Regions from separate parts of the Mus musculus genome. Here regions 1, 2, 3, 5 and 6 are each linked to region 4. A link is a contact called in public Hi-C, HiChIP or PLAC-seq and promoter capture Hi-C data. All regions are on one chromosome and are shown on one strand. The core of a region is the stretch at or near the end of the contact, and the rest is flanking DNA. Distances in the headings are between cores, read along the strand shown. Region 1 overlaps Ica1 (islet cell autoantigen 1). Region 2 overlaps Ica1 (islet cell autoantigen 1). Region 3 overlaps Ica1 (islet cell autoantigen 1). Region 4 holds the start of Rpa3 (replication protein A3). Region 5 overlaps Glcci1 (glucocorticoid induced transcript 1). Region 6 overlaps Ica1 (islet cell autoantigen 1).

What was found. Promoter capture Hi-C pulls out the DNA fragments that hold promoters and counts their contacts. A called contact is a pair of places that touch in the nucleus more often than the background predicts. HiChIP or PLAC-seq counts read pairs in DNA pulled down with a chosen protein or histone mark.
Region 1: a contact with region 4 is called in a Hi-C map of B cells, with 31 read pairs. The contact joins the enhancer-like site here to the promoter of Rpa3 in region 4. A contact is called at or near these places in 4 of 39 promoter capture datasets (the C10 cell line, the HPC-7 cell line, hippocampal neurons and 1 more), 1 of 15 datasets of contacts at CTCF or cohesin (the NIH/3T3 cell line), 3 of 484 Hi-C or Micro-C datasets (B cells, bone marrow-derived macrophages and pro-B cells), 15 of 115 datasets of contacts at active chromatin or transcription factors (the 230-238 cell line, astrocytes, bone marrow-derived macrophages and 10 more) and 3 of 9 other capture datasets (adipose tissue, liver and pancreatic islet).
Region 2: a contact with region 4 is called in a promoter capture Hi-C map of HPC-7-derived erythroid cells, with 8 times the contacts expected there. The contact joins the enhancer-like site here to the promoter of Rpa3 in region 4. A contact is called at or near these places in 12 of 39 promoter capture datasets (the 3T3-L1 cell line, the HPC-7 cell line, HPC-7-derived erythroid cells and 8 more), 3 of 484 Hi-C or Micro-C datasets (bone marrow-derived macrophages, nephron progenitors and olfactory sensory neurons), 23 of 115 datasets of contacts at active chromatin or transcription factors (the 230-238 cell line, bone marrow-derived macrophages, craniofacial prominence and 13 more) and 3 of 9 other capture datasets (liver, macrophages and pancreatic islet).
Region 3: a contact with region 4 is called in a Hi-C map of B cells, with 48 read pairs. The contact joins the enhancer-like site here to the promoter of Rpa3 in region 4. A contact is called at or near these places in 12 of 39 promoter capture datasets (the 3T3-L1 cell line, 3T3-L1-derived adipocytes, the C10 cell line and 9 more), 4 of 15 datasets of contacts at CTCF or cohesin (the NIH/3T3 cell line, large pre-B cells, pro-B cells and 1 more), 25 of 484 Hi-C or Micro-C datasets (B cells, the C2C12 cell line, CD4 T cells and 19 more), 37 of 115 datasets of contacts at active chromatin or transcription factors (the 230-238 cell line, the HPC-7 cell line, the SCID.adh cell line and 25 more) and 3 of 9 other capture datasets (adipose tissue, liver and pancreatic islet).
Region 5: an H3K4me3 HiChIP or PLAC-seq map of the SCID.adh cell line shows a contact between it and region 4, with 5 times the contacts expected there. The contact joins the enhancer-like site here to the promoter of Rpa3 in region 4. A contact is called at or near these places in 5 of 39 promoter capture datasets (hematopoietic stem and progenitor cells, hippocampal neurons, liver and 2 more), 27 of 484 Hi-C or Micro-C datasets (the AtT-20 cell line, the C2C12 cell line, CD4 T cells and 20 more), 12 of 115 datasets of contacts at active chromatin or transcription factors (the 230-238 cell line, the SCID.adh cell line, bone marrow-derived macrophages and 8 more) and 4 of 9 other capture datasets (adipose tissue, liver, macrophages and 1 more).
Region 6: a contact with region 4 is called in a Hi-C map of cortical neurons, with 2.8 times the contacts expected there. The contact joins the enhancer-like site here to the promoter of Rpa3 in region 4. A contact is called at or near these places in 3 of 39 promoter capture datasets (the 3T3-L1 cell line, cranial neural crest and maxillary cranial neural crest), 2 of 484 Hi-C or Micro-C datasets (bone marrow-derived macrophages and cortical neurons), 22 of 115 datasets of contacts at active chromatin or transcription factors (the 230-238 cell line, the SCID.adh cell line, bone marrow-derived macrophages and 15 more) and 1 of 9 other capture datasets (liver).

What each region holds. Positions count from the first base shown.
Region 1 is chr6:8,685,536-8,688,637 of GRCm38.p6, forward strand. All of the region lies in intron 6 of Ica1 (islet cell autoantigen 1), which reads right to left. Among named protein-coding and RNA genes, the nearest start is that of Gm35621, 64 kb to the left of the region's middle. Within about 2 kb of position 1,811, at least 64 of the 459 cell types and tissues checked have an H3K27ac peak or open chromatin away from gene starts, as enhancers often do. A contact at or near this core is called in B cells, adipose tissue, bone marrow-derived macrophages and 2 more, where this site is marked.
Region 2 is chr6:8,751,482-8,754,530 of GRCm38.p6, forward strand. The region is part of intron 3 of Ica1 (islet cell autoantigen 1); the gene reads right to left. Among named protein-coding and RNA genes, the nearest start is that of Ica1, 25 kb to the right of the region's middle. Within about 2 kb of position 1,545, at least 46 of the 459 cell types and tissues checked have an H3K27ac peak or open chromatin away from gene starts, as enhancers often do. A contact at or near this core is called in pancreatic islet, where this site is marked.
Region 3 is chr6:8,734,874-8,737,733 of GRCm38.p6, forward strand. Ica1 (islet cell autoantigen 1) reads right to left here. Exons shown (of 14, transcript NM_010492.3): 6 at 2,144-2,342. Among named protein-coding and RNA genes, the nearest start is that of Ica1, 42 kb to the right of the region's middle. Within about 2 kb of position 1,463, at least 57 of the 459 cell types and tissues checked have an H3K27ac peak or open chromatin away from gene starts, as enhancers often do. A contact at or near this core is called in B cells, the G1E-ER4 cell line, the SCID.adh cell line and 10 more, where this site is marked.
Region 4 is chr6:8,257,722-8,260,623 of GRCm38.p6, forward strand. It overlaps Rpa3 (replication protein A3), which reads right to left and starts at 1,420. Exons shown (of 4, transcript NM_026632.4): 1 at 1,279-1,420; 2 at 1-40. The coding sequence starts at 1,377. Umad1 (UMAP1-MVP12 associated (UMA) domain containing 1) reads left to right here and starts at 1,567. Exons shown (of 4, transcript NM_001302354.1): 1 at 1,567-1,772.
Region 5 is chr6:8,522,786-8,525,673 of GRCm38.p6, forward strand. The region is part of intron 1 of Glcci1 (glucocorticoid induced transcript 1); the gene reads left to right. Among named protein-coding and RNA genes, the nearest start is that of Glcci1, 15 kb to the left of the region's middle. Within about 2 kb of position 1,601, at least 3 of the 459 cell types and tissues checked have an H3K27ac peak or open chromatin away from gene starts, as enhancers often do. A contact at or near this core is called in the SCID.adh cell line and group 2 innate lymphoid cells, where this site is marked.
Region 6 is chr6:8,716,672-8,719,453 of GRCm38.p6, forward strand. All of the region lies in intron 6 of Ica1 (islet cell autoantigen 1), which reads right to left. Among named protein-coding and RNA genes, the nearest start is that of Ica1, 60 kb to the right of the region's middle. Within about 2 kb of position 1,445, at least 11 of the 459 cell types and tissues checked have an H3K27ac peak or open chromatin away from gene starts, as enhancers often do. A contact at or near this core is called in cortical neurons, where this site is marked.

The DNA of each region.
Region 1 (3,102 bases), core at 561-3,060, 430 kb after region 4:
CCAGAAACAGGGCTTTTCATAAGCCTGACAGCCTGAATTCAATCCCCCAAACCCACATAGCAGAAGGAGAGTGCAAACTTCTGCAAGTCATTTGTGCTCTGACCTCTACATGCATGTGCATTCTGCTCTGATAAATACATACATGTAAAGAATTAATTAGAGGACTTAGACTAAGAACTTTGAGAGATGTATGTTTTATGTATACAAGGAGGGGGAAGTTTGCAGGGTGGGTAACTCTGGTATTGGAGACTTACAAGTCTGCAATCTGCATGGGGGTAAATCTCAATGCCTGGGCCTGTCATGTCAAGACCCTGGTTAGAGAGAACAGCAGAGGCAGAAAAGTGTATGGGGAGCAGGCATGGAGGGGCAGGCCGTTTTCCATGAAGAACTGGACAGGGTGTACTGGCCAAGGTGACTTTTGATTAAAGGGGGCAGCTTGGTGGACAGGTAGATCTGAGAGAGAGAGAGAGAAAGCTGAAGTCAATAAAGAAGTGAAGAGAAGAAAGGAAAGGGAGCCAGGCCGTGTTTCATGCTGCAGCTGTGATGGTTATCAACACTTCAGACACAAGGATGTAATCGCTACTGATTTCATGTCTGCCTAGCCACGTAAGACCTTTAACACCTCGGCAATAATGAATGCGCCATGACAAGGGCAGGTTTCTAGCTACGTGCCATTTATAGGACAATAAGTAGCCAGCATCTCCACACACATGAACACCACTCACACTAGACAAATGTTTTGTGTCCACCTGGACTACCAGAAAGCCCCAGAGATTCAGCTCACCCAGGGATTTGTAAAGTATGTCATGTGACTTACACTTAGGCACATTTTCTAGTGTACATAGAAAAAAGGAAAGAATATAAACAAACAAAAAACAACTCCACCAGATTTCTTCTCTACTCTGCTTTCCAAAGTTCAGGGTTCTGGGGTGTTTTGATTAGGAACCAAAGGTCAAAGGGAGGTTGTAGGTTGAAGAGTCAGCTTGGAGTGCACCATTTTACAGCCATTTCATACTGCGCTTTCCTCACAGTAGAAAAGAGAAGAAAAGACCTGTGTAGGCTCACGTCTGCATTATACACTTCAAGGGAGCAGAGGTTACAATCTTTAATTTTATAAAGGGAAGGCGGTGTGCATTGCAGTTTGCAGGCATTCGAGACACCAATGAACAAAGGGAGGTCCCTGGAACCAGTGACTGGCTCTCCCATCCACCCAAGCTTTCCCAGTGCAGAGTACTGCATGCATGGTTTTCTCTGACGATGCTGCTCTTCGCCATCACTGATCCACATATACAGGCTCCCAGCGGAATAGCAGAACACCCCTGTAACATGCCTTTGTTACTATTTCAGTCGGGAAGAAGGAAACTGGGTGTTAAATGAATTAGGCAACGTGCCCAAGTGTACTCAACTGACAGTGGGTGGAGTCGGGATGGAAAAATCTAAGTTGGTTTCACTACATCACCGAAAACCTCTTAGTTTTGCCAGATCTCAGATCCAAATGATGGTGATGGGGCTTTGGGGACAACTTTCCCTTGCCATTTTGTTAACTGACTGTTAACATTCTAATGCCTTCAAAGTTTGGGAATCTGGCTTCTTGTTTGAGAACCCCAACTGTCACTCACTGTGGAATTGCATCCTCAGATACAGGATCAGAGGTACAAGGAGCCAAAGCAGACACAAATGAATTATGCCAACCCGTAGAGCTCAGACTAGGCAGCTCCGATTCTGAGAGATGAAGCTAGTTCTCACATCCTCACGCCCTTAATGTTTACTAGGCTGGTGAGTTCCCCCCTTCTTAGTTTTTAACTTAAGAAACTAATTCTGTCATCAGAAAACTTAACTGACTGGATTCACTTCCTCTTTCAAATCACTGGTGGAAGTACTCACTCGGGTCACATGACTGAAGGCGCAGTTCTAACTTTATCAATTTCTCTCTAATCTAAGAAGCATACAATCAGAAGACAGAAGAGGCCAACACTTCCCTTTTATCCCACTGTTCTGCTGCGATTTTTAACAGATTTTTAACAATTAGTGTGAGTGATGTGTGTGTGTGTGTGTGTGTGTGTGTGTGTGTGTGTGTGTGTGTGTGAAACGTGTGCATGTAGAAGTCAGAGGACAGGTCTGTAGAGTCTATTCTTGTCTACCTTTCTGTGGGTTCCAGGAATGGAACACACTAAACCTGTCTGCACTTTATATTATGGTGTACTGCTGCTGTGTTTGTTGATGGCCCATTAGTACTAGTAACTGCCACGCTTACAGACAAGCCATCCAATACATGATGGTCAGCTCCTCTGCAGAACATGCTTCCGCTCTGGGGCAGCTTTGTTCTCTATAGAGTATCTCCTCTTAGGAATAAGAGAGAGGGCTACATCCTGCTGGAAATGGTTACAGTCCAGTTTGGTCTAGATCAACAGCCCTGGAACAATTGGGTTATATCCACAGTGCCTTGACCATCAATCACTTCTTGAACCATACAGGCCCGACAACACCAGCCTCTCACTAGGATAAGAAAGTTCTCCTGTGGCTGAGTTAGTTAACTGTTCTCTGAAACCCAATCTCTCTTCTGTATCTTCTTAGACTCTCTCAAAAATAAGTGTATCCACCAGACAAAGTTTCTCTGGCAGAATAGGCCCTGATAGCAAGTATCATTTTCAGGTGGGGCCCATAAGATTTGTGTTCTTTCCCTTGCCTAAAGATAGGGATGTCATATCCGGCCAACAATGGAAGGTGAGTGTCCAGGACTACAAAGCTGTTGTTTGCCTAGGTGCCTTGATTTTTTGATGGAAAGATACCCTTCTAACCTAGACACTATCCTTCAACTATTTTGGGTATCTCTTTGTACCATAATCAAGCTTAGTCTATCCTAACAATGTGGGGATAAGTGTTGGTATCGAGAGTGGCTCTGAACCTAGTGACATCACACCTAGGTGACAGCACAAGCCACACACCTGTTGCCAAGGCAACAGCCACCATATTCCCAGAATCCACTTGGTTCCGTCCAACCTTTACCTGAGGCTACATTACTATCCATATAAAAGGGAGAGCCCTCTGATCTCTCTCTCTCTGCCCCCTCCCTCTTTTCACTGCCATCTTTGCCCTTCTCTC
Region 2 (3,049 bases), core at 295-2,794, 490 kb after region 4:
TGCCTTGGTATCATAAAGTGCTTCAGTATTTGAGTGAAAACAGGTGAACCTTTCATAATACATATGACCAAATTGATGAAGAAACAAATTTACTTATTTATTAAATTACACCCTCAACTTGTATAGGTTAAAAAAAAGTGTTTCCCCATTAAAAGAAATTTAAAAACCAGAAAACACCAGCTTGTTTCTTTGCCAACACCTGAAAGCAGTGTTCTGGGCCACACGCCATCTGGGTAAGAACAGAGATGTTCTAATTCTAACTTTTGAACCCAAGAGTAATGATGTGGCCCATTCTTACTACTGACCTCTTAAAAATCAAGGTATTGGTGAGGTGCAATAAAATGCAGCTTTGGGATGTTTCATTCTGTGAGTTCAGGCACTTATATTCAAAGCAAACATTTCCATCTTTGAAATAGTCCACTGAGTCCTGGAAGCTATTAAAAAACTAAACTTGAACATAATATTTATATATTAACTTCTCAATGTCTTGTATTTATATATAAGGAGGGTAGAGGTCAATGTTGTATAACTTCCTTTGTGGTAAATCACCCTATTTTAAAATTTGATTTGATTTGTCAATACTATTGTGTGTGTATATGTATGTATGTATGTATGTATGTATGTATGTATGTATGTATGGTGTGTGTGTGTGTGTGTGTGTGTGTGTGTGTGTGTGTATGTGTGTGTGTGTATATGGTGTAACATACTGTGCAGGTGGAGGTCAGAAGAGAACTTGAGGAGTCAGTTCTCCCTAGTGTAGTGGGTTCTGGGGATCACACTAGTGTTGTCAGGCTTGTACAACAAGAATTTCTACTCACATGAGTGCTGGAGATCTAACCTCAGGTCCATGTGTTTATGCACCAGACATTTCCACAGTCCCTAATAAAGCTTTGTATGGGCACTTCGTTTCTGGGCCAGCAGAGTAAATTAGCCTTCTACAGGCCATCCAGTGTAAGAGCACTCCATGACAGCTTGCATATAATTCTCATGTTCTAACTGGTCAACCCACTCTCTCTACGCATCTGTACCTATATTAATGTTTTTGCAACAGAAATCCCTTGGGTAGACAAAACACTAAGTCCAGATCTGCTGGATGCATAGCCTATGACAGCGGATACTTAGATGAAAGCATACTTGCATCAATAAAAGTGCTGCCGCAAGGACCTCCAGATGTTTAAGAGAGTAGTAAATTAAATTAAATATTAAATGACTATGTCTTTAAGACAGGTTCTTGCTGTGAAGCCCAAATGGGTAATCCTCCTGCTTCAACCTCCTGGGATTACAGGACTACCATTATGCCAAGCTTTAATTACTTTTTGGATAAATGTTTGTATTTACTAGATTGTTTACAAAAAACAAACAAACAGCTTCAGCTTCGAATGGCTTAAACTGTATTTACAATACAAATATCAGAAAAGACATTTCCTCTTTCTACCCTGTTCTAAGGTGAACCTCTTCAGAAGCAGCAACCCCATGGCTTCTGTTTCACAATTTCCAGTGGCAGAGAGAAATGGTCGAGAACTGAGACTGTCTGTACTAACATACATAGAGTGAGTATTTACACAGTCATTCAGTTTGAAACTGCGCCTGGGACAGGCTGGGAGCACAGTGGTGAGTAAGAGCTAACTTGGAATTTGACCTCTTTGTGGCAAGGAGGCAGGCAAACAAACTCACACCTGAGACTTTTTCCAAGGACTGCGCATGAGAGGATTTAGCCCCATCTCATAGTGCATTACCCACCAGAGGGGTTTCTGTTGCAGAAATAAGTACGCTATACGAAAGGAAGCCAGGCCATGTGGCAGTGAGCAGCCAGTCTGTGGGTAGACAGCCAGGGACTTTCACCTTTAGGATGTGAGAACTATGAGATCAAGTCAGTCAAGGAAAGATACAGGGCAAAGTGTCCAGGCAGAGCAAGGAAATGGCTTTGACAAGCCTGAACTAGCTGGTTATACCGAGAGATCTGAGAAAAGACCTTAGTGTCTGTAATGTGGTGTGAGTAGTGTAAGAATGGGAGAAAAGAGAAAAGGGAAAAGAAGAGGGAAGAGAAAAGGGAGGGGAGGGCAGGGGAGGGGAGGGGAGGGGAGAGGAGAGGGGAGGAGAGGAGAACCCAGGGGAAGGAGGCAGAGGTCAGGTCTATCAGGAACATTCTGGTACTAGGCTGTCAAGACATGACAAACACTCAGTCAATTCTATGCATTACTGGAATCATATCTAATTTAACCCCCATAGTAGCTGGAACACTTAAGGATTCTTGTTACAAAGGCAACAGTAGCTCAGATCCCATTGTGCAGGGCAGGGCATCTACGGTCTCAAGGCCAGCCCATCTCTCCTAACAAAGCTTTGCAGCTTTCTCTGGATCTGCCTCTGCCCTCAGATTCATAGACACAAAAGGCCATCCTGTATAACTGACAGCTACCCTGTATGTGCTTTGAGCCCTTTGCTAAGGTTTCAAGACTCTTGAGAAGGCTTGGAAATTTTGAGCTTTTAATCGCAGCCTCATTAATGTTCAGCTCATTAACTTTAGCTGCCATAGTAAACTTAGAGACCCTATAGACTATCGTCCATTGACCACACTATTATTCCCAGTGCCCTGTCACTCACAGAACTGATGTTTGCTTTCAAGTTGTAATGAGAACTAAAAGCAAAAATGCTCAGCAAGACAATAATGCAGCAGGCCTTTTATTCATCATACTAACCCAGTAATCAACCTGATATTAAAACACTTGCTACACAGATTAACTAAATATCTGCTTAGTTAATTCATTCTAGAATTTTCCATGGCTTAGTACCAGTATTTCTAGAATCTACCTTACAGGTCATTTTGTTTGCTGTTAACTAAACATTTGCCTGGCTTGAGTGTTCAACTGTGGTTTCTGAAATGTAATGAGTAAATCTTTGATTGTGCTTGGTATTTCAACAAACGCTTACTTAAATTTACGATATTTCATGCATTCCAACTTAGTGCTTGAAAACACAACCCATGAAGAGAGACATGCAAGGGAGAGTTTGTAGATTAAAAAATATGCTAGTACTGAGCTGACCTGATCCT
Region 3 (2,860 bases), core at 213-2,712, 480 kb after region 4:
TGGAGAGAACCAATGCAGTCTCCTGTTCTCCTCGAGTCAAGAATAACCAAAAATTACGCTTGAAGATCACTCTTCTCTCAAAAATATTCTATCCCCAAGTCCAAGTTCACCACATCCAGCTATTAAATTGAATCCAGCACACACAGGATTAGGGGGGGCAGGCACAGCTTCAGCTACTACTTCGCAGTAAAGGATTCAAAATAAAAACCAAACCTACCCATATTTTCCAGGATGGAGATTGATGGCATTAAACGATGGCAAATGTTTCTATGTTCAAACCAAATGACGAAGAACTTGGTTTCTGTTTCAGTCTTAAACAGCTAGCAACCACCTCCCACCAAACAAAACCAGATAAACACAAACACCCACAAAATTCTTTGGCCTTCCAGAATAACTGTTTTCTTGTCCTGGCACACTGGAGGGACCCAGAAACTCTGCACTGAACAAAGGGCTTGCAAGCAGGTGTTACTATGAAACTGCCTGTGCCACTTCTAGGTATACTGTTTGACTTCCTTTGTCTCTTGGTGGGGAAATTGTATCTATTTTCAAAGATTCTGGCTTCCATTTCCTTGTTCGACCTCAGGTTAGCTACCTACCATGGGTCTTTCTACAAAAGAAAAAAAAATGTGTGTTGATTATGGTAAACATTAAGGCTGCACGTCATCAGCAATGTGCTCTGGAGTCAGTTTTTTTTTTTTCTCTCATTCTTTCTTTTTCCTAATACCAATTCCACCCCCATTATCCTCAATCCCCAAATAAAATACTAATGACAAAATAAATGACTGGCCTAATTACGAAGTCAGAAAACTTGCAAAACAGCCTGGGGTCACCAGCATCTAGTTACCGAACCAAAAACATTTGATTTGTTTACTACCATGACGTCTGATATTTTTTTTCTCTTTCAAAGGATGAATGAGTTCCATTTACATCTTCTTCGAAGATGAGATAAACTTCACAGTCTCACCTCTGCCTGGGCAGCCAGCCTGCCTTTCAGAGAAGGCTTATGCTGACATGTTAAAAAAAAAAAAAAAAAAAAAAAAGGAGAGAAAATGAGGCTGGTTCCCTTCACAGGGAGGGAGTCTGAACTACAAACCAAGAAAAACTTCCAGAGGAATTTCTGTTGCTCTAGTACCTAGGTCAAGAAGCAGTGACCACTGTCTTGAACAAGAGAAGCTCTTTTGGTCTGTTCCTTGACTCCCGGCTCAACCTTCTACATACCAGCCAGGGTTCCAGGTTCATAGTTCCAAAGTGATGTCCCTAAAAAGGAGTCTAAGCCTTTTAAACAACATTTCTAATTATGAATGGATCAGTTGAAGTGACTAAGGGAGTTGACACAATATTATGCCAAGCCCAACATTTGGCCCCTTTTTTTCTTTTATGCCCTAAAACACACTCAGTTGCCCAAACAAAGAACTACCAAGATTGTACAAACCACTACAGAATCAGGCCACATGTTCACATGTTCAGTGTACGGCTGCCACCCAGTGGTAGGTTGGATTCCTGTGGACAAAAGGCTCCGACTGGCTACATTAACACAATGTAATTTTTCTTCTTATTTTTTTCTTTTTTAAGGAACCGAAGATTATTATTCCTCAGGAAAATTAAACAGAATATTCATTTTCTTTTGCTCTAATGTTGCTCAGAGAAATTTCTGAAGGGATCAATAGCAGGGAGAGTCAATACCATTCTAGCTAACCACACAACTATATCCCAGAGCCTCTGAATATGTCATAAAAGAACTGTTATTGTTTTGCTGGTTTCAACATGAATCATCAATTAGAAAGACTTGTTAAACAGCCTAGTTTCACTTTCTAGATGTATGTGCTCTGGATTTTTAGTTATGCATGAAGAGACATCTACAAGTGACAACCTTATAAAAAAAAGTGCACATTATATGAAAATCTGACTTCAATTAAAACCAGCTACAAAATCCCAGCAATTTCCAGCTGTCTCCTCTCTTATCCTTAGAGAATTATATATCACATTAATTGCTATTCTGTCACATTTTTAAAAAAATGTCAGCAATGGTTAATTGTATCCTTGGTGCTTTTGAGTTATGTCTGTTTTACCAGAGGGATTCAAATCACACTTGGTTGCCTTCTAGCAAGGTGGCCATTTTGACAACCCTCAAAAAACTTCTTACCTTCCTGAACTTCTCCATTTGCTTGTAGAGGTCTGGATCAAGTTCCTGAGACACATCCTTCATCCACAACAACGCTCCTCTGTATTCTGTCCTGTACTGCTCCATGCGGTTCACTGTCAGCCAGGTATCAGAGATGGCCCGATGTCTAAAAGTTTCTACTTCTTGGTGAAATCGACACAAAGGGTTTCTCAAGGCCAACCTGTACAAGAGGGCATAGATATAATCATAAAACAAAGGAAAAGAACAGTTCCAAATTCTGATATTCTGCACGCATCATAAACCCATGAACTTAGACCACTGTCTAAAACGCACATGTCTTGTCAGGAGACAGATACTAATCAAAATGTGAGTGAAGGTGGGATCAACCAGAGATTGCCCACATTCTGATCCTTTCATTTTCAGTGAACTGGACCATTGGGAAGCACTCCATTTGTGTTGCTGGGCGGCCTCAGGCCTGGACAGTATTTATTTGAAGTTGCAACAAGCCCGTGTCAGTGAAGGATAGTCACAGCGTGGCCATTCCTGTTTCCATTCCTGGCTACTCCGTCTCTTCTGTTGCTGAATTTTGGGCCCTGTGTGGAGGGTGGAATGGGATAGGCATGACTTGGGTATCCTTGACCTGGCCACCTTTATTACACCTCAATCAAAACCTACAGTTTGTTCTAGTGGAAACAAGACTAAGGCTTGGACTTTTTCTTAAGTGAGTTGGGAAAGAAG
Region 4 (2,902 bases), core at 170-2,669:
CTCCATCTGAAAGAATAAACATTTTTCCAGTGGGATGAATCTAAAAAAGGAAATCAAGACAAAAAGCCATAGATTTAGAAAACAGAATCTACAGAAATGAATATTTAAAAGATTCCCTGAAGTTTCATTTGGTTGAATATAAAGTAATAGGGGTTTTGGACAGTTTATTTGGTTCAAGTTATAATCTTATTACCTGATCAGATGATTGTAAGCCCAGTTAATTTTGAATTTCTAATAAACAACAAATATTTGCTTAGTGTTTTGTGTGGTTTCTTTTATTTGCAAAAGACACTTGGTACACTAAAACTAAACGAGGCTTTCACTGTCTAATGAAATTCTGCCAACATTCTTGATTTAGTACATCTCACAGAATACCTTCTTTTTGAGGGGTTGTTTGTTTGTTTGTTTTCGAGACAGGGTTTCTCAGTATAGCCCTGGCTGTCCTGGAACTCACTCTGTAGACCAGGCTGGGCTCGAACTCAGAAATTCACCTGCCTCTGCCTCCCGAGTGCTGGGATTAAAGGCGTGCGCCACCACCGCCCGGCTCAGAATACTTTCTTTTAAAATTAAGAACGATGATCTAAAAGAACTGGTTGCCAGATCTGAGGAAGACTTCCCTTGAAACTGAGCTCTGCCACTCGATGTGAGGTTTGAGCAGCTCAGTCAGCCTACCTGTTTAGTTAGAAATTCTTTTCCCTTAGAAAATGTGTGAATGAAATGACCTAGCAGGTAAGTCCTTACAGAGGATTTTCTTTCCCTCGGCACTCTCAATTTCTGGGCCTTTGGGCTTAATTTTTACCTATAGGAAGGACGAGGCTGCAATCTAAGACTGGGCTAGATACAAGGTATCTATAGAATATGGGAGGGGCTATCAAGAAATGTTTCATAGGGAGACGACTGCAAAGTAGAAAAACTAGGCCCATAAATAGAGACGGCTGCAAAAGACAGGGAAGCAAGAAGCTAAGTCTGGCTAAAACAAAAACTCGAACAACAGACAGAGGAGCCAGGTTTGTAAATACCTTCCTGGTAAATAAAGAAAGGGGGCGCGGAGCGCTTGGATCTAAAAGGTCATTCCAAACAGTTTTGGGGACATAAAAGAAGCGGCACCAAAATGTTGCTGCAATGGCTTAGCAGTTTCCACAAGCTCTTCTTGTGAAAACTACAGCAAGCTGGAGGGCAATGCTGCTTAAAGGTGACCTGCTCCCAGCCTCAGCTCCCGACCCCGCAGTCCTTCCCGAGTGGCCGTGGTCCCGTCCTCTCGCCCGAACCCGCATGCACCTTTTCCAGCTTCCCCACGAAGCACACGGGCCGGTCGATATACTGTGGTAACATGCTGGCGTTGACGCGCGCTTTGGGGAGCTGCATTATGTCCTCCATGATTCTGCCGCCAACACTCGCAACCCGCAGGAAAGCAGAAAATGATTGACGCCCAGCGGGCGGCCGCGCCAACCCGGGCAGATTTCCCGAACACCAATCAGAGGAGACGTACGCTCCAGACCCACCAATCAAATCCACGGGAGCATCTGGTTCGCTCGCACCGGGCTGGCGGAGGGGCTCAAGGCTTCCGGAAGTACTGGTAGACTGCCTAGTGACGCGCGGCGTTCCGGAAGTCACTGGGGCCGAAACCCGGCGGGCAGTGGAGGCGGGACTTAGAGGGGCGGGGGCTGAGGCCTGGGACCCGGGATCTGGAGCGGCCGAACGTCGACTTGACCCCGGAAGTAAGCTGAAGGACCGTGGTGGGTGGCGAGCTGCGGGCTGCGGCGGAGTCTCAGGTAGCTTTCTTGCGGGAGGTGTCTGGATCTCCGCGCCTCTCTCCTCCCGAGGGCTGAACCGTCGGGGTGGTGGGCGGAGTCGGGCTCCTGGTCCCGGAATGCCGCGGTGCGGGCACTGACAGTTGCCAGCTTTTGCGCGGGTGGCGCGGGTGCGTGCCTAACCTGGGGTTTGGGGTTTTTATTTTTGAGCCAGTTCTACCTGTAGAGAACCATCGTCAGTCTTTACCCCTCCCTCAGGAGGTTGTTGCTAGGAGACGTTGTGTAACGGACCTGCCTGCTTTACCCACTGGCAGCAAGAGGTGCTGCCCCTCTCTTTACCTTGGACCTTTTGCTAGCCTTGGCGGTGTGGAGGTGTCCATTTCCTCACCTCCTGGGTGCTGGCGTGCATTGGGGCTCCGGTAGAGGAGGACCCCCGGGAAGGACTAGAGATGACAGGCTTCACCAGCTGTTGGACCCAAGCTAGTGCTCCTCCACTGGCGTCACATTTTCTCTTTCTGCAAATGAGGGGTTGACTGCTTTGTAAGGTGCTAGATAACTCTAATTTTGGGTTGTAATACTATATCTAGTTCCCCGAAGTACTCAGAGCTGGCTGTCTGAAAGACAGTTTATTCCAAGATTTGAAGAAAATTGTCGGATGTGTTTCTGGTTCAGAAAATGACTGGATGCTGGTGGCTGTTGATTTTAGTAATTTCACCAGCAAGGGATTGGTACTGAGAAATTTCAAAATGAACGCACATAAAAATACCTTCAAAAGAGGTTGCAGAAATTAAAACATAATTTTAATTGCGTCTCATAATTATGTGGAACAGTGTCTGGATTTTTCTAAAGCCAAAGACTTATTAACCTTCAAATTCAGGGCTAATAACTCAGTTCCAATAATTCAGTTCCAATGTAGCCTGCTGTTGCTGCCTTAAGTAATAAAATACAAAGATCTGGTTCCATCTATTTAAGAGTGAAATCCAATCTCCCCTATTTAAACGATTGTTAGCTCTCCTTAGTGTTCATGTGACATTTAATATGTGTGTCTTAATTCTGTTGTGATTAAAACAAGTTTAAAATTTTTTTCCTTAGTTGTGGGCTGCATTTCCTTTGGGTGCTGGCAAGTCGGTATTGAGGCATTCATGATATAG
Region 5 (2,888 bases), core at 351-2,850, 270 kb after region 4:
AGAAATAAACTCTACTATGTTTAGTTTGACATAAAAGATTCACTCTTGACACATTCATTTTGTACCTGTGTTCTTGCTTGGTTGAACTTGCAGTTTTTAAGAAAATGTTCTGTTTGTTTTAGTTTATTAAGTAAATGTTCGTTTGTCACTCTTTGCTTTGAATTCATGGTCCCTGTTAGGAATGTCTCTTTCTCTAACATACATGCATTTTTGCCGAAAACTCCTGAAATCTTTTCAAGTAGCCTTCAAATATCCCCACCTTTTTCAGGTGGAGGTAATTGTTATTATCTTTATCTTTTGAAGCACTAACCACATATCTTTTTGTTTTGTTGCAGCTATTTAAGCACTTGTGGTCTTACAAAAAAGTGTCAGTTTCGTGAGAGTAGTCACTTTTGGATGTCCCTACCCACCAACTATCTTCCTCTATTCAAATGTTTTAATGTTTATCAACTTGTTTGAAATTTTATATTATTTCCCGTGTGCTCCACAGATTAGAACAAACACTGCTAAGAGAATCAGTGTTCTTTTAAAAGTCGAAGAGAATGATGAGTATAGTTCGTTTTGGATAGAAGGTGCTGATCTTTGAGTGAGATTGATGATACTCGGCATTTGAAAATACACTAGTCTTCAAAAGGTTCCCAATTCTATAACCTAGAGCAGACACTAGCGCTGGGGTCCTTGCTTACCAAGAGGTTTTAGTTTATCAAAGACCTTCTATGGAGCCTGTGATGTGGCTCAGCAGGCGAAGATGTCTGCTCTGAGCCTGATCTGAGTTCTGTCCTCTGGACGCACATGGTGGAAGGGGTTAATGGACTCTGGAACGTTGTCTTCTAACCTGCATATGTGATGCAAATATGCACATATGCACAATAAATTAAAGTGTAGTTTAAAACCATGTCTTATAAATTGCTATTAAACTTAGAATATTTAGCTTAAAAAATTTGTTTTATGCAGCTCAGCAAAGTATTTTTCCTATTAGTTGTGAAACAAATACATGTGTAGTTAAAACTGGTTGAAATGACATACCTCATATCTCTGGTAAACCTGTACTATTCTCTAAACCTGTGTAAGGAGATCACATTGAGAAATTACACATGTATCCTAACATTTTTTTTAAAGTCTTTTTGTGAGAACATTTTATTTATGGTATTCTCGGTGAAAGTCAGTCTTTTGTAGGGGTGAATAAGACTTTTGAAAATAACCTCCTCAAAAAGCTACTAAGAACATATTGTTGACTAATTTAGATTATCCTGTTTGCAGTGGCAGATTATGATGATAGCCCAGTGAGACTGACTTTGAAACTTGATTCAAACTGTCCCTAGGGATAATTCAGACCTTTCTGTAGTAAACATTTCTGGTTTTTTTTTTTTTTTTTTTTTTTTTGCTAAATCCTCTTTTTTTTCCTCCTATAAGTCCACTTGTAGAGTATAGTTTGTAGCCTTACTCCTTACAGCTAAACAAGCTAAATGGCATATGATGCTTTTATCCTGTTCAATGTTAGTTTGATCTTCCTTATACTTGATCTTCCCTTCTCTGCCAGCTGAAATAGATTCTTGCAGAAGACTGAGAAGGTCTAGAATAGTGACTAAAACATGAAGGTAGTCTGAGCCCCTGAGTGATGATACTGAGTCCACCTGTCAGCCAGGAAGACACACATTAGGCTGTTACTGTGATAACCCACTCAGCTTTCAAATAGTAGCAGTTAGCATTAGCCAACATTACTTTAGAGCTTAAACAAAGGTGGTTAACCAGCAATTGTCTTTGCAGTTACTCTGATAGTTTTCCTTGGGAGACTCACTCTTTCTTGTCTGCTTTGTTAAATAGGCAAACATATTGTCAGTGCTTCAAGACAGCCCATCAAGTTGATCATGTGACTGTGATGGAATATATTTATTTGGAAGTCATTAGGTATCACCAACCAAAGCATATATAGTTACTCTCTGATTAAAAATGAAAACATAATCTTTAAAAACATTTAGAGATATCTTAAGTAATGACTGCCTCGTAGAAATAAGAGCAATCTGCGGAAGTACCTGGGAAGCTCAAGGATCCCCCTGTTTGCAGAGTGGTTTTACATTTTGTTCAGTTGTCCCATCTCATCGCTACACTGAAAAATTAAGAAAAGCAGGCGGAGAGAGAAAAACAGTTGAGTCATCTTTTTTGTGTAATTAGGTTGGTGTGGTTTCATCTTCCTCCCACATTGATATGAGTCTCTAGTACATCTGGAGGTGGTGCTCACGTTTATATTCCAATTGTCCCCACTCTAATGTTTATTTTTAATGACAAGTTGTTTCCCAAACTAAAATCTGGATTATTTCACTCAGGTTGCAGGGCACTGGAATTATATAAGGTTATCCCATTATTTAAGCTAAAAATTTAAAGTTAGATGTCAATAAACACTGGAACCCCCACTCTATCTACTGGGAATTGCCAATCTTGATTCAAGAACTGTTCAATCAGTAATTTTCGTAGACTATTATTAAGATGAAATGGCCAGTTTTATAATTAGAGGAATAAAGGATGATGCTATTCTAAAATATTTCTAGTAGTGGATTTACTTTATTTTCAAGTTGTTTTCAATTCTTGACATTACTTCCTGAAATCTTTTATGTATAATACTGGTAGAATTGTTGGCGTGTAATGAATTCTGTGTATGCAAACACGAACCAGTGTTTTACCTGTCCTTTAAAAACCAAAACAAGCCGGACGTTGTGGCACATGCCTTTAATCCCAGTACTCGGGAGGCAGAGGCAGGCGGATTTCTGAGTTCCAGGCCAGCCTGGTCTACAGAGTGAGTTCCAGGATAGCCAGGGCTACACAGAGAAACCCTGTCTCGAACCCCTCCCCCCCCCAAAAAAATCAAACAAAAAACAAACAAACAAAAAAAC
Region 6 (2,782 bases), core at 195-2,694, 460 kb after region 4:
ATATGTCAGGATAGTTACAAGTTCAAGGCTACTATTACGTAAGTTCAAGGCTAGCTTGGGAAACAGCTGTGTTCTAGTGGTGGTGGTAATTGGTTAATAAAGTAAAGGAAATGGAAAAGTCCATTCACCTCTGCCTAGACCTAGGGACTTCAGGGAATTGGGCAAGAAGATACAATGCCCAACTTTGTGCCACATAAGAAAAGTTTGGAATGAAAACTAAAAGCCCAAAATGGTCTGGTCTACCCACTGCCTGCTTGAGATTTCATGAGGTTTTACTGAACAACTCTGGCTTTGCTCCAAAAGGATAAACTGCATTGAAGCCAAACCATTCAGTGGGTGAGGAAAAAAGAAAGGCCAGCTTCCTATTGGCTCCTTGAGTTTTGAGAGAATGGAGATAAATAAATTCAAAGGATCTCAGATGTCCATGGAGAAAATAGAGGCGGCTAAGGGTACTAGCCAGGGAGTAACCCTGGTCCAGTGGCCAAAAGGAAATCCATGTAAGTTGTTGCTACAGAGATTTAACAAGGAAAGCAGCTGATGTATCTGGAAGTTGAAGAAAGAGACTAACATTACTGTAGCCCGTGAGCTTCAGGAACCACCATCCAGGTGCAGACTAGCCATGCCTGAGTGAAATAAGCAAGGGGCCTGGAGGACAGAGTGGCCCAAGGACACCATATCCCTTGCATACTCCCAAGACATGGTCTAAGACTTCTAGACGTGTGCTCCTAGGAGGACAGCATGCTAGATTTCTGAAAGAGCAACCCCAAAGATACCACTGAAACCAGTGCTACTAGGACAAAGGCAAATGTTGAGTGGATTAAACATTTAAACTGAAACAAAGAGGCTCCTTAACCCAAATGAATCAACGGGTCTAGAAAGACCCATCACACTTATAGATAAACTGTTTTTTGTTCCAGAAAATGCAATGTGTGTGACCACGTGTTCTTCGTAAAGTTAGAGCCATTCCCACCTGGCCCACCCATATCCGAACAGTGTCTCATTGAGAAAGTGAACTCCCTCAGCCTGGGAACCACCTCTGTGAAGAATGAGTAGTTGTTGCCACCCCTCCCCCAACACACACACACACACACACACACACACACACACACACACACACCTTGGGAAATGTTAGTGAACTGTTCATATAAAATACTTAGAACTGTAGTTGGCATGAAATAAAACTTTATGTGTTTGCTAATTTTGTTAGCATTTCTACTGGTACATTCAACAACAAAGTTTCGTTTGTCCTGTTTTCAGACTGTTTAGACATAAAAAAAACAAAAAACAAAAAACAAAAAACAAAACCAAAAAACCAAAATCAAAGAGCTATATTCCCAACTTTCTTCATTTCTGACTTCATTGGTTCTTATGCAGTCTCACAGGCATGCAAATGCCATGCCGGGAATACATGATGAGGCTTCCTATTTTAGACCATCTCGTATGCTTTCGCAGATAAGTAAACATCTTGTTCCTCAAATTGGTATAGACATCGCCTCAAAGCTAGGATGCTATTCCTTATGAATCATGCTGGCTCGCAGCAGACAACAGAAATATCTTCAGGCTTGGTGGTGAAGTCTGCTGTGTCTCCGTAGGTCCAGTCCTCTGAGGACTGGCCAGCTTTGGCCAGCAAACCTCATTAAGGTAGAAGGAAGCTGAGGAGAAATGCATACAACGGCTCAGCAGGCACTTCCAATCTGCACATCAGGACATTTCCACACCTCACTGATGCTGGGAAATGCCCAGTTTGTACCTGAGCTAATTCCTGGAGTTGTCTGCTATTGAGGAGTCTAGATATTAACTGACTCACAGCTTTGTTCTACATCTTGTAGTTTTCTGAGCGAATGTGGTAAACACTGGGTTGGTGAAAAATAGTTAAAAGAAGAAAACTTCATTTAACATGATTAATACTATTAACATATACTATTTGAGTGCATAGGGTACGTAACTTTCCAGGTCCTGGGGCTAACGTAACAATGAATACTAAACAGAACACTGGTGATAGGCTCCTACTCTTAGGAAGTTAAGTCGTTTAACTGACTTTTTTTTTTTTTTTTTGCATGTAAGTCATATTTACTTAACAAAAACAAGTTGTAAGAGAGAAACTTTGGGTCTTTTAAGCAGACTATAACTTTTTTGTTAAATCAGCCATTAGCTGTCTCATCATGTTTTCCTGGGAAAACTGTTTCTAAGTGTAATGGATGGAGCCATTCAGGGAATCCCTGGGTTCCTGCCTAAGCCTCTTGAGTCAAAATCCTTAGGTGAGACCCAGGATTCTCCATATCCAACCTGTTTCTCAGGGGACTGATAAACTCAGCATCAGTGGAAGAGTAAGGTGACTAGAGTCAGCTGATCCTCGAGTGGCAGTTTGTTGTGGGGCTCCTGTGACTTTAAACAGTGAAAACCTTTCAGAAGAAGTTTGGCCTTAGGTCTGCCATAGCCAGCGTGCACAGGATCTGGGGCTCAGTAGCATGCCTTGGTGACATCTATTTTTCTAACTATAAGTCTTTGACCTCCTTTCCAGACTTTTGGTATCAAGATTAAAGCCTACTCTTGAAGGAATGACTCTAAGAAATCCAAGCTCTCAAAGAAGTTTGACCTCAAAAGGACATTTGTGGGACAAGGTAAAAGAGAGGGCTAAATGCTCAACAGAGACATGTGTGGGTGTTCAGAGGATACCGAGACTGACAAATGCCTTCACAGGAAAATATCCAAAGATTCCTTAAGTGTGCTAGTAAAATCAGCTCATGGGGTCTGTGATACAGAGGCCAGAGAACACAATGCA